Regions from separate parts of the Drosophila melanogaster genome. Here region 1 is linked to region 2. The links are chromatin contacts, called in public Hi-C maps. All regions are on one chromosome and are shown on one strand. The core of a region is the stretch at or near the end of the contact, and the rest is flanking DNA. Distances in the headings are between cores, read along the strand shown.

Evidence for each region. Hi-C and Micro-C count contacts between places; a contact is called where the count stands out from the background.
Region 1: a Hi-C map of the Kc167 cell line shows a contact between it and region 2, with 3 times the contacts expected there. The contact joins the promoter of Tet here to the promoter of Svil in region 2. A contact is called at or near these places in 14 of 107 Hi-C or Micro-C datasets (the Kc167 cell line, the S2 cell line, cellular blastoderm embryo and 5 more).

The regions. Positions count from the first base shown.
Region 1 is chr3L:2,877,689-2,885,063 of dm6, forward strand. It overlaps Tet (Ten-Eleven Translocation (TET) family protein), which reads right to left and starts at 1,470. Exons shown (of 11, transcript NM_001274414.2): 1 at 845-1,470. It overlaps spz5 (spatzle 5), which reads right to left. Exons shown (of 6, transcript NM_139496.3): 6 at 5,953-6,571. The coding sequence ends at 6,403. lncRNA:CR44531 (long non-coding RNA:CR44531) reads left to right here and starts at 5,126. Exons shown (of 1, transcript NR_124765.1): 1 at 5,126-5,712.
Region 2 is chr3L:2,382,876-2,390,231 of dm6, forward strand. Svil (Supervillin) reads left to right here and starts at 5,117. Exons shown (of 19, transcript NM_001299990.1): 1 at 5,117-5,906. The coding sequence starts at 5,892. It overlaps Mzt1 (Mitotic spindle organizing protein 1), which reads left to right and starts at 6,390. Exons shown (of 1, transcript NM_001202099.2): 1 at 6,390-6,775. The coding sequence starts at 6,461. The coding sequence ends at 6,709. CG32298 reads right to left here. Exons shown (of 4, transcript NM_167947.3): 3 at 7,026-7,310; 4 at 6,708-6,965. It overlaps CG32299, which reads right to left. Exons shown (of 4, transcript NM_001144402.2): 3 at 7,026-7,310; 4 at 6,708-6,965. The coding sequence starts at 7,310. The coding sequence ends at 6,846.

The DNA.
Region 1 (7,375 bases), core at 220-2,719, 490 kb after region 2:
GTATCTCTGTGTGTCGCTTTCTGGCACGTTTTCAGGGCCTCGGCTCAACTCTTCACAACCAGAAGAAGTTCAGAGCCCGCTGCTTTTTAATTTAAGTTGGCGCTAAGACAAACGCAAAATGTATCTATCAGAAACAGTTCTTCTTTTAAAAGTCATTACTCATTGCCATAAGTGTTTGCGGTCCAAAAAGAGAAGCCTCTGCCTTTACTGTAATATTATTATTTTATTTTGTTTATTTGTCTTGCACAAATAAAGCTCGCTGAAATTGCCTGCTTAGGTGATTGTGATTTTGTTTTTTGGGTCTTCTTTGAGCTTGCACTTATTGTAATTTGATCCTCGGATGACCAATAACAATTGTTATCTCTTTGTTTACATGTTTACGCTTGGAAAGTATTTCCTGTGCCCCAAATGCAAATTTCAATTGGAAATTTGTTTTTCTTTGGCTTTCGGTCGAGAGGTGAGTTTAATTGAGGGATTAGGAACAAAAGCGTAGAGTTTTATATTTGATTGGAGCTCAACATTTTTATACATTTGCTCAATTGGCTTTATTAATTGGAGTCGGTTTTATGAAAGGGATATGGCCATTCTGTTTGGTTTCTTGGAAACGTTCCTTACGATTCGTTTTCAAAGAGTTAGTTATGTTCTGTATGCGGCTATTTGTCTTTTTGTTTGATGGCTATGCTTAATTAATGAAAAAAAAAAACCATTTATTTAATTTTCTTTGGTACCACAAATAAAATGATTATATACGCAGAATAGTTATATATAGATAAAAGGTATACATAAAGCATCCCGATTTATATATACTTAAATATATGTATATTGTTAAATCCCTACTACAAACCTTAGTTGTTAATCCATGTCCTTTCACGAGTTTTTTTCCTCGGAAAATGTTGAGTACTTAGAAGCTATTGGAAATCCAAGCCAGTTTCACTATCCATTTGCCGACCGTCGTTGGACCGTTAGAAAAGCCGCGAAAAACCGCACGAAAACGAAAGTTGACAATAACAAACCGCGACGCGAAAACGGAACGAAGGGAACAAAAGAAGGAAATCGCGGAAATTGCAGGGAAACCCAGAGAACCGAGCGCGAAACTGGAGCTGCAAATTAAACCGGGACTTGGATGAAAAGCTGAAGAACTTGGAGCTGCAAGTGCGGCATCTGCGGGAGTTCTTGATTTTGTTTTGCTCTTGGATATTCTAATTCACTGGTCACATTGGTCACATTATTTGGGGCTGCCTGTTTTCGAAACTGGAACAAGTTAGTCGCGAGTCCTTGAACTCGATCACACCCACACCGAAGGGATAGTATATTCCCGAAAATCAGAATCAGAATCAGTTAGTTAGCTAGTAAGTCTCACACGCACTCGCACTCGTTTCTAGCGCTCGAACGGCGGCGGCGGTGCAAAAGTCCGTGTTTTGTAGGAAACTTTTCACCCGAAGGATACACAACAACTGAACTAACTGAACTGAAAATGAAAATGAAAATGAAGGAGCAAACATAAAATGTATCGAACAAGTTCGTGCTCGAAGCGAACAGGTTCATGTTCGCATCGAACCAATGCGGGCTCCACTCGAACTTAAGAATACAACAAGCATGACGACCGAATTCTCTTAACTAGCGGTTTTATATTGTATAATTCATTCAATACTTAAGCATTTTTAAGAAATGATTTTTAATTTATTTTTGTGCTTATTAGTCATTCGTAAAATATATTATTTTTCAGTTTGACCATCATTAAAAGATGAAGAGCAAGATTCTTTCGTTTTGAAATTTGTATTTATTTTTATGTTCCCTAAAAAGTTTTGTAAATTCTTAAATATTTAACTTCGAACTGCTGCTTGTTGCTGTTGCGCCTGCAACTTTTGGCTCGAGAGTCCTGGCACACACACACAAACACACAGCCGCACGCACACAGTTACATTTACGGCTGCATCCTCTCTCTTTCATTAACACACAAGCACACACACACACACACACAGCTGCAACAAGACACGGATACGAACATGCGGCGTTTGAAGTGCGCTTTTGTTGTTGTTGCTGCTGCTGCGCCGCTGTACAGTTGTTGTTCCAATTAAAAATTTTTTTCCCTAGTTTCGCGCTCACAATGCGAACTTGCAATCTATGTGCGCTACGAGATATTTTCTGCTGCCTTTGTTTTGATACCCTAACCAAGGAGCTTACTTAGCTTACTTAGCAATTAAGCACATTGAATTCAAGCATGCATTATATGGTAATTGGCGTATAGTTTATTGATTTATTTACAATTTTATCAGAATAGATAAGCTCGCAAAATGTGTTTCGAAATTCAGGGCATTCGCAGTTCGACCAGCCGAATAAGTTTTACTTTCCCGCTGCTGTTGCTGCGGTGCCGTGGACGTTGCTGCGGTGCTGTTGCTGCCACTGCTGCGCTGGACGCAGGACACGGAGGCAGGACCTTGTGGGCATGTGCCATATATCCTGGCATTGCACTGGCTGCCGTTGCGGGATTTTGGTACAATTTGCCTGCCATGTTTTGCCCCTTTTTTACTTTTGCGCAAAGAGCGGGGGCGGTTGATTTCATTTCACTTTTTTCTCGTGGCGGTCCTGTTGCAACCTCGTTTCATGCCAACTATTAGTGGAGCTGCCATTTTTTCGCCATTTCATAGAGAGCAATCCACGGCGGAAAATGGAAACCTTGACAGTTGCATTGTTGCCTGGCGCTGACAGAGAAAATAACAAAACAAAGCGAGTACGCGGAACGCTGCTGTCTATTTGCATTGCGTAATGGAAAATCATTCAACCTAGGGGCACAACCCTTAACCGACTTCGAATCCTCCGGAACCGAATCTCAATCTGAATCCGAATCCTCCGAACACTGACCTGTCCCATACGCAACGCATACCCATAAAATCCCTCGAGGAACCTCGAAGAAACATCTGCACAAACAACAAAATGCAGCCGGCCTTTTCTCCTCTTAGATAGTTCTTAAGTTCACGATCCGCAGACAAGTTCTTCATAGTTGGGTTTTCTGCACTCGAAGCTGCTGCAAGTCTCTCTTCGTTCTTCTGCATTCCGCTCTTTGCGTTTTTTTCTACTTTTTTCGCTCTTATTTGGCTTTTGCGTGTCCTTTGTGAGGACAGCAAAGGACATTCACACTGCAAGCAGCCACAATAAAAAGACGTGCGGCAAAGGAAACCAGAAATGTATCTGACAGTTGGTGCTGCAGAAGTATTTGAAAAATGAATGAAATGTGCGCACAGAACATGAATAGAAAAATAAAATATTAAAAAAAAAAAAAAAAAAAAATGATAAATGTAATACACTGAAAACAGGGGTAAGATTTATTAGCCAATTTCAAGTATGTATACCTTTTAATCATATAAAATGCTTGCAAATGTGTAGGAACGAATGCACGTTGAGATATGTTAGCCAATAAGGTTGATTATAAGAATATTAAAATAAAATTTAGCTTATTTTTTAACTACAACTTCAAGTGCAGCCATCTCCTAGATCGATTCCATGTACCCAGCGTGTATTCAGACTAACTTCTCCAAGGGCAAACGCTGAAGAAGAGTGAAAATCACTGGCTGAAGTTGAATGCACCATAAGATGCATGGCACACCCAGCAGGACTACAGCATCCTGTGGCTGCATTTCCTCGCCACGTTTTAATTTATTTCATTCCGTTTAAAATCCGCCAGTTGGCCGCCGGTTTTTTATCAACTTACAGCTCCAAAGGAGCATTTCCAGAGTATCTCGGTATCTCAGCATCCGAGTATCTCAATGTTTTCTTCGTTTTTTTTTTTTTTTTTAGTTCGGAGTGGCAAATGCACACGTAATACGAGTAAAGCAAGCCAAATGCATTAACAGCAACAACAAGCCGCTAGAAAGAGAGGGGCATACCCGGAGCGAAAGAGAGGGATAGACACTCCGCACAGATGCATACATATATATTTTTATTTGTGCCATTACAGCCCTCGTTGTTGTACGAGTTTTGAGTTTTCCGAAACTGAAATCATGAAAGGAGCAGATGTTAAATTTTTATACACAACGCACAACAACAGCAACAACGCCTAAGCTGGCAGCGCTGCCGCTGCATTGTTGCTGCTTCTGACTTGTTGTTGCTGTTGTTGCTTTTGATGCCGCATTCTGCACTGCTCGTCATCAGCAGGACATCTCTTTCACTCGCGATTCGGTTGCCAAGCAGCCGCCAGTGATGCCCTCTCTTTCTGACCGCCTCTACTGGTGTTGTTCGACTGCCAGAAACTTCAGCTGCTCACTGCTGTTGCTGTTGTTCTTGTTGTAGTTGTTGGGTTTTCAAGGGATTTTAAAAGGAGAGGGGTGGGTAGGGGGCAATATGGATATTGACCGTCCTTAGAGGAGCCTGCAACCCAAAAAGTTTCACTGGCAAAATCAAATTTGGAGCTGGCTCATTTTATAGAAAATAATAGTTCGATGTGCTTAGATATTTGTTTATGGAACATGAATTTTATATTAATTTCAATGATGATGAAATGGATTAATTTAACAAAACATTCGAATTTGCTGTATTGCAAACTTATTTTTATAATTTTCCCCTTAAACCCTAATTGCAACAGTTTCACCTTTACATAGCATGTGAGTTGGATATGTTTTGTTTTGCGGACTTATCCTTACCTGATTTGTCAATACCTTTTTACCTGGTTTTCGACTGCGTATTGGAACAATAGTTTTCCATTTCGTGATGCTAATCATTGCTAAAACTCCGCACAATACAAGCAGGCAGGACTCTTTTTCTCTCGCTCACATACATATCCTTATAGAAGACAAATTAACCCTCGGCAGAGTCACGGGGTGTGGAATGGGCCTCAATACTCAATGCAGCTCTGTGGGTGGGTTCCGTCCCACTGTGCCAGTTTGAATCGCTGCCAGTTGAAAATACCCACTGTGTGTAGGTTGGAGAGCAGAGTTTTCCACAACAGGTACGAAAGATAAGTAGAACAGGACGAGGCTGTTGCACCTTAGTTTAATTGAGATTTTCGAACATGCACACACTCGAACCCTGACTTATCAATATAATTTGCACTGGTTATGCAACTGGAAATATTGCACAACTGGCTGCGAGTACTCATAATTGTTCACTGGTATTTATTAAGACACCTGGGACGTTGAATGGTGTTCGGTGAAGGACATTCTTGTACTTACCCACAAGGCTTCGATATTAATAGCATAGCATTTATATTGTAGTTATATATTGTAAACATATTTCCGCTTTATGCCGATAAAGAACTAATGTATGTTGTACAGGATCCAGGATCCCCAAATTTCAGCTGCTCCTCGTGTAGTCACCATTCTGTCACCAACTGGGGCCATCTGGAGCACTTTCAGTGCCACAGATGTACGGATACGTGGGCATACATCATCGGGTAATAATGCCGACCATCAATACATCCATTCCATATCCTCTGACAAGCCACGCCGCCGTATCCTCGAAGGCCTCCAGTCCTCATCCGTAACCTCATCATCCCTCGATCCCCAACAATCCATGCATGACTGACCCCCTTTTTTGAACCGCGTTTCGTGCGCGTGACACCTGATGTTATTTTACGATTATTGTTTCTGGATTTATGGAACGCAATTGCATTTGCAGCACGGCAGGTGTTGTTGCTGGATTGCTGCCGGTTTTGCTGCTCTTGCCGCTGCGGAAATTCCCATTTCGCCATTGCACAATTAAAAGTTGCGAATCCTTTGGGGCTGCGTTGGCAAAGCGGCCAAAGGAATAACTATATTAATTAAAAACCACAAAATCCGATTTGCACTATGCCCAGGGCTTAATAAAATTGTTTGTTGAAAATCTACCTGTGTCATTATGTGTTTTGTACCGGAAATGAAATGTGTGCAGTGTGCAGGACTCGCATTCGAAAGAATGCAGCTTACTCGGATTTATGCAATTTTGCTGCACTGCCAAGAGTTGAATGACCCCTTTAAATTTAAACTTTAATGAATTCTTTTTAATTATTGCAGATTTATGGAGATTTATGAGCTTATGAGCTTAATGGTGAATTTATACATATTTATTTAAACTTATTTAGACCAAATAAAATAGTGCCTCTCGTTTAACTTGAAAAAGCATCGCGTGGAATATTTGTTTATTTGATATCCATTAGATCGCTCACAGGGTAAGACTAATGCTACTATGCAAACTCAAAGGGATTGTGTGGGCATAAATCCAATTTTGCATGCCTCACTCGATGTTTTTGATTTTAAATTACATTTTTAAGAACTACATTGTGTGTTTGTGTAACAACATGAGAGATATTGAGTGTTTCATGTGTGGGTGTTGTGTGTGTTTTCGTATCATTTATAGTTATCAGATATGAATTTGCCAAAATCGCCGCTGAGAGTATGGTCTCGTCCTTCGTCCTTCGTCCGCTGGACACATTTAATTGGCGGCTATCGTGCAGACACAGCAACTGGGAAACCAGAACGTGTCCGTGTACAGATTCTGCCCGTTGCCCTGGAGCGCAATTAAGCGTTTTTGCACAAACTTCTGCTCGCATCTCGAGTTGTAGCCGTTGGGCAATTCGCACAGGTTCGAGCAGGTGTTCGAGCTGGAAAATAAACGGAATCGGAATAAGTGCCGATGCGAATGCGAAATACCAAATGCTAAAAATCAACAATTGCCCAGAATTTAGTTGTGGGCCGCTGGCCGTAAATAAGGAGCGCCGGCTGCGGCTCCTTCGAAGGAGGAAGTGCTCAGATCTTCAGTCGCAGGCGGACCAGAGTTGAAAGTTTAACGAACTCGTTAAAACGGGAATCGTACGTAATTGATAAGGAGTCGCAGTCGCAGCCTGAGCGGAAGCAGAAACGGTACAATCCCTGCACTGGAAATAAATATCATCGAGCACTGGAACTTCTATTAAAATAAATATTGTATTCCTATACTTTACAAAAAAAAGGTTTCATAACTCTGAAAATCGCAACTTCTGCTGTTTCGAATTAATTTTAAAATATATATATATTGCATTGAATTTCTCTGTGTGTAGCTCTGCTCCCAGCTGTTCTTCGGCAAAGATTTATGCGCGCCTGCGTAGGTACTCCATTTGGTTAAACAAATTGCGCCAAGTACCGGGCTCAGTGCTAACAACAAGTGGCATTGGAAACGGGGAAGGGATTCGGCATCCAGAAAGGGACTCGATTCGAGACTGAGCAGCGGGACGAACGGGCAACAATTAGGGCAGCGTTGACCCAACCCAAAGAACCAGAAACCACCTCACCCCAATTTCTGGTCCTGCTATTTGTTTGCGCTTTTTCCGAATGTGTGCGGAAAGGTTTTCGAGTAGCGTACGCATCCAAAAAAAATATATAAAAAGGGGAACGACCAAGCAGAGGGGAATAAAACACAGGGGACAAGG
Region 2 (7,356 bases), core at 3,867-6,366:
TCTGTAACCCAATTCGAGTTTGGCATTTCATTCAAGTTCACATGCAAACACGTTTGCTGTTATTCGATATCGTTGCGTGGGTTAGAAAATCGTTTCGCGCCTTGTTTTTCGTTACTCGACAGAAATGCAGAAAAGATCAAATTCAATTTGCATGTAGCCGAGAGCCCTGGAATACACGATCGTTATGTGCTGCGCCAGCCATGTAATTTGTATTGAAGAATGGTGATTATGATTATATTTGCATATAAGTTGGCAATTAATTTGCAAAAACTGCGAGGCGGCACTCCCCTCCGTCAGACGTCAAGGATTGGCCATGGGCCATAGGATGCATGTCGCGGATTAGGGTCCGTCATAGGAATCAACATAAAATAGGCAAACAAATTTCTCGAACTGCGTTCAGCCCGAAACGTGCCTCTCCATGGCATTCTTTTCACCATTATACACTTATACGTATACTTTTTATTTTTCCACAATTTCAACTTTGTCTAGGCAAACAAGAAATCGTGGCACGTGAGCATTTTACAAATGAACCGAAATCGTTAAGAAAAACCAAAAACCAGAAATAACAACATCATAGGTGCGCACCTACAAAAACGCCAGATTTCATAAAAATACATGAATAGAGCCCATAAAAAAAATTAAAATAAAAATCAAAACCAGCAGCTGGATAGGTAAATCTTGTTTTTTTTTTTTTTTTTTTTTTTTGTTTCGTTGATATTCAAACGTACTTTGCTGTCTCTTCATATCGATGCGTACGTTCTACGAGACATGCGTAAGGTTTAAGGGACATGACTTTGGGTAGGGCAGATTCCTAAGTAGTAGGTGAATGTGGAATTCACAGCTTAATTTCTAGATTTCATCAACGATTTAGTTTTACTTGTTAAAGAAATCACTCGTTTCTAAATTTCTTGTTGCAATTCATGAGACTATGTAGAGTACTCGTATTTTTCCTCAACTATAAACCATCATAACTTGAGATCTGGACGTGCTGTCCATCCGGAGCGGGAGTCGGTTCTCATTTAGATTGCATCTGGCATGACGAACGGACTCAAAGTCTGTGCTATATTTAGGCGAATTGCGCATTGTCTTCTAGTTTCGACGTCGAGGTGCTGATATAAAACGCCCGATTAAATTTATGCACACACCATGGAATTGCGATGGCAACACTGGGCTGCGCTTTTCCCCAGTGATTTATGCCGCCCGGGCGAGGCAGCTCGATTTGGTGGGTGCGGGTGCAGTTGCTTAAGCTCCAAATACCCCGGCACTGCAGCACCCACCCAATCCTCGAGAATTTCTTAATGGTCAGATGGTTGGTTGGCTGGCTGGGCGTCTCGTTACGTGACCAGTTGGAAAAAATGCAACAAAATGTTTTCTTTTTTAACTGCGAAAGCGAAAATCGAAAGTGCCAAGTGGCAGATTGTCGGATTGCCGGTCGGCTCCTTGGATTGAAGCCATCTACTCCTCCTTCTTTTGATCGCCAGTGGCTGGTCAATTGCCGCATTGCATCATCTTTCTCATGGCGTATCTCGAATGGTCGTCTGGCGGGCTGTAAATACCAAATATAATTGTTTAACTGTCCATAAAATTGAAGAAGCATAAAAGGAGACCCTTTTCTGCGTCTGCCAACCAGCGTCCATTGAACTTGGCGCAGAGTGAGTGGGTCTGATGGGCTCCAAAAACGCCTCAAAGACATATCTTTGAGCTGCCTCAGACGAAACAAAATTTCACACCAATGTGGCAGAAAGTATCTGCTGAATTGGTGGATGCCCGCGACTACCTGACAGTGTCCCATCCATCAATCGGTGGAAAAAGATTGCGCCACAGGTCAGCAGGTGTTTGAGTTGTTTGGGGGTGGAACTCATAGGCGTAGAGCCAGATGATCTGCGGTTTGTTTTCCTCGAGAACTACCAGTTGAGACATCAGAAAGGTGTGGGAAAATGAAGGCGAATTGCATCAAGGAAGCTGCATGGTTAGATCAGGGATAATTGGCGTGGGAAATTAAGGTATTACTATTATAACATATATATTGAATGGGCATATAGGAAACGATCCTTACACTACTTATATTCGAGTATATTATCTTAAGGGTATTACCATCCAATTTATGTATACTACTGATTACTATTGTATAATTACCCAAGTATCTAGAGCAAAATTGTTAGTGAGCGGGTTTCCTAATCATTTCGCTTAAACACCAGTCAAATACGGCACGAAACCGAAACTCTCTATTATATCGGCAGTTCCCTTTCGCCACATTTCGCCACATTCCTGACCATTAACTGCATTTGGTTGGCCACAAAATCTGTCGCCATAAACCGAATGAACGTAAGTCTCGATGGAGCAAACTTGATTTATGAGCGATTGCAGTTGCAGATACGTATATATTTCGCTATCGCCGCACTCTCACTCTCGGCTGGTCCATTTGGAAAATGGCATGTCAACGGAAATTGCTTAATCATTTCCACGCATATCATGTACACCTCGTATACATATGACTAATGCCATCTGTCTGTGCTCTTCCTTTCCGCGCAGGTAAGTTTTACTGCTATCGTTTTTGGGCCATAGGCAGTTAAAGGAAATCATTGCGTAAGTCAATAAAAAACGGAGTTGATTTGTTTACTTAGGACTTCCCCCCCGGGGGAGGAGTTGCGTAATCCCCGGTTCCTGCGAGGAAGTGGCTCGTAAAAAGGGAGCCATTAGCATGTGCAGTCTGAAAAGCGAGGCGCATAATGGATTTTCCAATCAATGCAGCCCATAATTATGCTCACCAATGAAGTTATTGGCTCATTTGGTCAGGCGGCTAGCGAAATAAGTGGAAAATGAACTGAACGGAGATACACTCCACTCCTTGATTATCGTGGCCATCATACGAACATATCTCCTTCACCACCACTGCTACCTGACCCCTTGTCGCGCCTAACGATCTTTAACCTGACCAACAACGATCCCATCCCGGCCATCTCGGCCCAGACAGTCTGCCAGTCTTTTGTTGTTTATTGATCGTCGTGTTGCACAGCATTCAAACGTGCGTCGAGTGAATTTGTGTCTTTGTATCTTTGCATCGCAGTACCTTTGTATCTGGCGAATGCATTTCGTTGTATCTCAAGTGTATGGGATTGTTTGTACCAATGTTTGTCCGGCTCATTTGCAAAATCTGCTGGGTAATCAGACACCGGCTAGGGATGTCAATTAGCTTATGTTGCTGCTGCTGCGGCTGCTGTTTTGCCAAGTGCGTGACCATTGAACCTGCATTTCCCATTTCCCATTTCCCTGCTGCTTTAAGTGAAAGTGAAAATGCCAGTCGTTCGTTGAACTTGCTGGGAACTTGGCATAAGCAAAGCTCTGCCGACCCTCAGAACTAATTGAAGATTTCATAACTCAGCATTTATGGCCCTTTGCAATCTCAGTGTCAGACTCTAGGAGTCTAAAGCAGACAATTTATGATACAAATTAAATGCATGAAAATTATGATGAATGCGAGGCGAAATTTATGCTGATGACATACCCAACAAAAGAGCGCCAATCCGCCCAGACTCCTACGGCTTCACAAGCTCCTTCTACCTCGCCTGCTCCTGCTCCTGCTCCTCCTCGTCCGCTTCCTGGAGGGCAGCTCCAATCAAGAGCCAGACGATCCACAGACAACAAATCGCCGAGTCAAGGAGTTTGCGGCCCAAGTCGTTTCTGTGTTCATGGATACACGCAAAAAACGATGTGTTACATAGTAAAATCTTTGGAAATATGTATATTATTATGTAGCTCGTTCTTAATAACTAAGATATTTGAATTTACTACACTTATTCGTGCCACTTTCTCTAAGTGTAAGTCTGGATCTGGTCCTAAGTTCCATTGCCTCCCGCCCCTTCCTTTATGGTTTTTTGAGCAGCTGCATGAGGGGCGGGGAGTACAACGAGGTGGACTCCTTGTGGCTGTGGCTGCCTGCCTCTAGCCGAAAGTTGTTGCGTATTTAAAATGGAAATTGCAAGTTTTTCGCTGAGCGTTCCCAATGTCTTTTCCCTGTCTCTCTTGCTCGCTCGTCGACGCTTTTGTTTCACTTTCGTTTGCTGATTGCAGGTTTTTTGTCTTAGCTCATTTTGATTTTATTTCTCCCGTCTTATTCGGTGCATTTATCACGGTGCCACACATTTGTGCCACAAGATGCCAGAGAATCGGGCGGGCATGGCCAATGAAATTGGCCGCAAGTTTCCTTTTCATTTTCATTTTTTTTGCAAATTGAATGCTGCTTTTCAAGCCGATTTCAAGGGTGAACGATTATTGGCCAAGACACCACACTCCTTTCGCCATGATATTTGAGTGAAATTTCTTCATGCAGATCCATCTGCAGTTTTGTCATCTCTCGCTGGCAGGTTATGAAATATTTCGCAACTTTTGCTGCGAAAAATTTCCTGTTTTTCTTCATTTCACTTACGCACTTCTCTCCTTTGGCGGAGTTCGGTGGGTTTCTCGGCCGATTGGTATTAATTATTATTATGGTCTCGTTTTTGTTTCGCCTTACGGATTTCTGCAGCTTTTATTTTTAATGCCCAGCGAACCTGTTGCAATGCGTTCCACAAGCTGAGATATGCGCCTGGGTGTGGAGAGATGAATAGTTATGAGGTTTTAGGTTTGGCTAGCCAATCTTGGTTTTCCAAAGGGTGCCTGACACTATATATTTAGTTTTATTTACTATCATAAAAGTACGAATGATCCACTTCTATCCCATGACCAACTCACGTATGTTCGCCCCATGCTATTCATCCCTTAGTCTTTTCACCCATTAAAACCATTTAGCATTCATTAAGCCCAATTTCTGCCCCATCCATGGTGCTCGGAATAATCAACAAATTAACTAAATTCCTAGTGGGCGCCTCCATCCCCAGAATAATCCAAATTCCGAAGTTGTGACATCAAGAAATGTCGAAGCGATTTCAAGTGCAGCCCCGGGGAATCTTGGGAACATATTCGAACATTCCCAATCGTCCGCAACCTGTTTGATCCGTTGGTTATCAAAGATATTTCCAAACATGTTCGAAGCGAACCTCATGATGAGGTTGCATGGAATCCATAAGATACAATCCACAAGCTGCTTTGCAGCTACAGCCCAGCGGAATTTCAATTCAGTTCGCGCTCAACTCACAGACACGATGGTCATTCAAACGCGTTAACGAATAATAATTTAAAATAATATTCAAATGATAAATACACTAAAATATGCACTAAACCACGCACTAAACCTAAATCCACGAACTGTACATATTTGTGTAAATAAATAAAGTATAAACAAACAGCGAAGAGAAACCTCGAAATACCAATAGACCGCTCAAGTTCCCATACATTGAGCTGGCCAATCGTGTTTGAAATTATTTGTTTGATCGATTTTGTGCGGTGTGAACACCTTGTAAAGGCATTTGCAAACCTATTGCCATAGCAAGCAAAGTGTGTTAAGCTGGGAAACACCCTCTGAAAAGTTTATGTACTACCCCCTTCGATCGGTCGAATAATAACTACCACAAGACAAGCATTAAGTTTGTGTTTACGTGCTGCTGACTAATTGCGTTTATATAGCCCGACTATATAAAACTGTACAATAAGACACGGCCAACTGTTTTAGTTTGAACGCCTCAGTTAAAGCTGCAAATTGCTTCGCTACCAAGTGAAGTTCTACATTTTCGCAGCGAAAACGTTTTTCAATTGATTTTCATTAAGTGAAAAAATCCCGAGATTGTCTTCTTTTCGGTTTCCAATTGATCGCAATTGCACCAGACCCATAAAACATATATACAAAGTGAGGCTGCATTCCAAGTAGAGCAAGACAGTAACCACTTCATCATCACAACATCAGATGCTGCATAATTAGCATTCGTTGCGTGGAGCGTCGAAAAAAAAAGCGGAAAATGTATCTCATACAGGTGAGGCCAAGCGATACAATGGATCCCCCTCTCACGATTAAGTGTTTGCTCTTACTTATCACATGCTGGCGGCACTGCACTTGCCGACTGAAAAAGATCTTCATTTAAGCGTTTTTTAATTGTCCGCCAGCTGAGATTTTCAGCATTTACAATTCTCCCCTCCGTTTGAAATGACTGTGAGAGGCACGCATCTCTGGCGTATATAATTTGTTTAATTTGTAGCTAATTTATCTTTCCACTTGGCAGCGGGCAGATCGGATGTCGAGCAAATGGGGGGGGGTTCACTGGAGCAGGTGCCTCATTACTGAACTTTGAACTTGAAACGGTGTTACGATTTACAGCTGGTAATGGATTACGGTTAGGCATCGGGGTTCGGGTTAGCAGAACAAATGTGCAGGCCTGAGATTATGAAGGGAACTCAAATATTTTGACATAACCATTAATCATTTGTAAATGATATACATTCAATCGATTGCTTTTGAGTTATCTGTCAGCATTGCCCTAAATTATTTAGAGATTTATTCCGAGTTTATATCAAAATTTGTGGAATAAGTATGTCAGAACAACCGACACAACATAAATCCGACGATCGCTTCACTATCCTGCAAACCTTATCGGATGTAGTGGACTCTGGTCTCAGCAAGGAAGCCCTTAAAATCTGCATCGAACTGGTGGACAATGGTGTCTGTGGTGGAGCACTAGCACATGTAATTCGAACCATTAGAGAGGAGATTCAAGATGATGAAGATAAGGAAAGTGATGATTCCGGAGAATCGGCTGCATCAACAGACTCAACTTTGTAGGAAATGAATATAAAATATATTTTTGTGTTTATATTTTGTGTTTGTTAAATTAAAAGTTCAACTTTCCGATGGTCTGTTTCCGAAATTTGTAAGACGCTGGTTCTTGGACATCCAATTGCATGATTTTTGAAGGCTTTCAAGAAGACTTCGCCACTCTATTTGCATTCATCAAACGCAAGCGACTGGCGTTTCTGAAAACGGTATATGTGCCGGCCATGATAATGAAAAGTTGCACCACTTTGGCTTGATAGTAGGTCTAAGATGATAATGTGTTTAGATAAAAGCTTATAGCAAACCGAAGCAACAAACGACTCACCTGTCTTATATAGATGGGCAATGGAATGTGCGATCGATGAACATGGTAATCCATTCCTCTGAACAGCCAATAGCCCGGCCACGCCCCCAAACTGGCGAAAAGAAATGGTGCTGCAGTACTGTAGGCCTTTTCAAAGGATTGCGAATGCACCAGTAAACGTATCTCCTCGCCAAGATTATGCATCCGAGGTGGGTGGGCTATTGCCTTGGCTGGTTCCTCCTCCTTTCGCTTAAGCCTCGTCGAGAACTTCTCCTTCAGATTGCCGTAATAATTTTGGATGCCCATCTTGGAAAGGTTTAATTTTCGACCGAAAGTTGTGTATTGTGTGTGT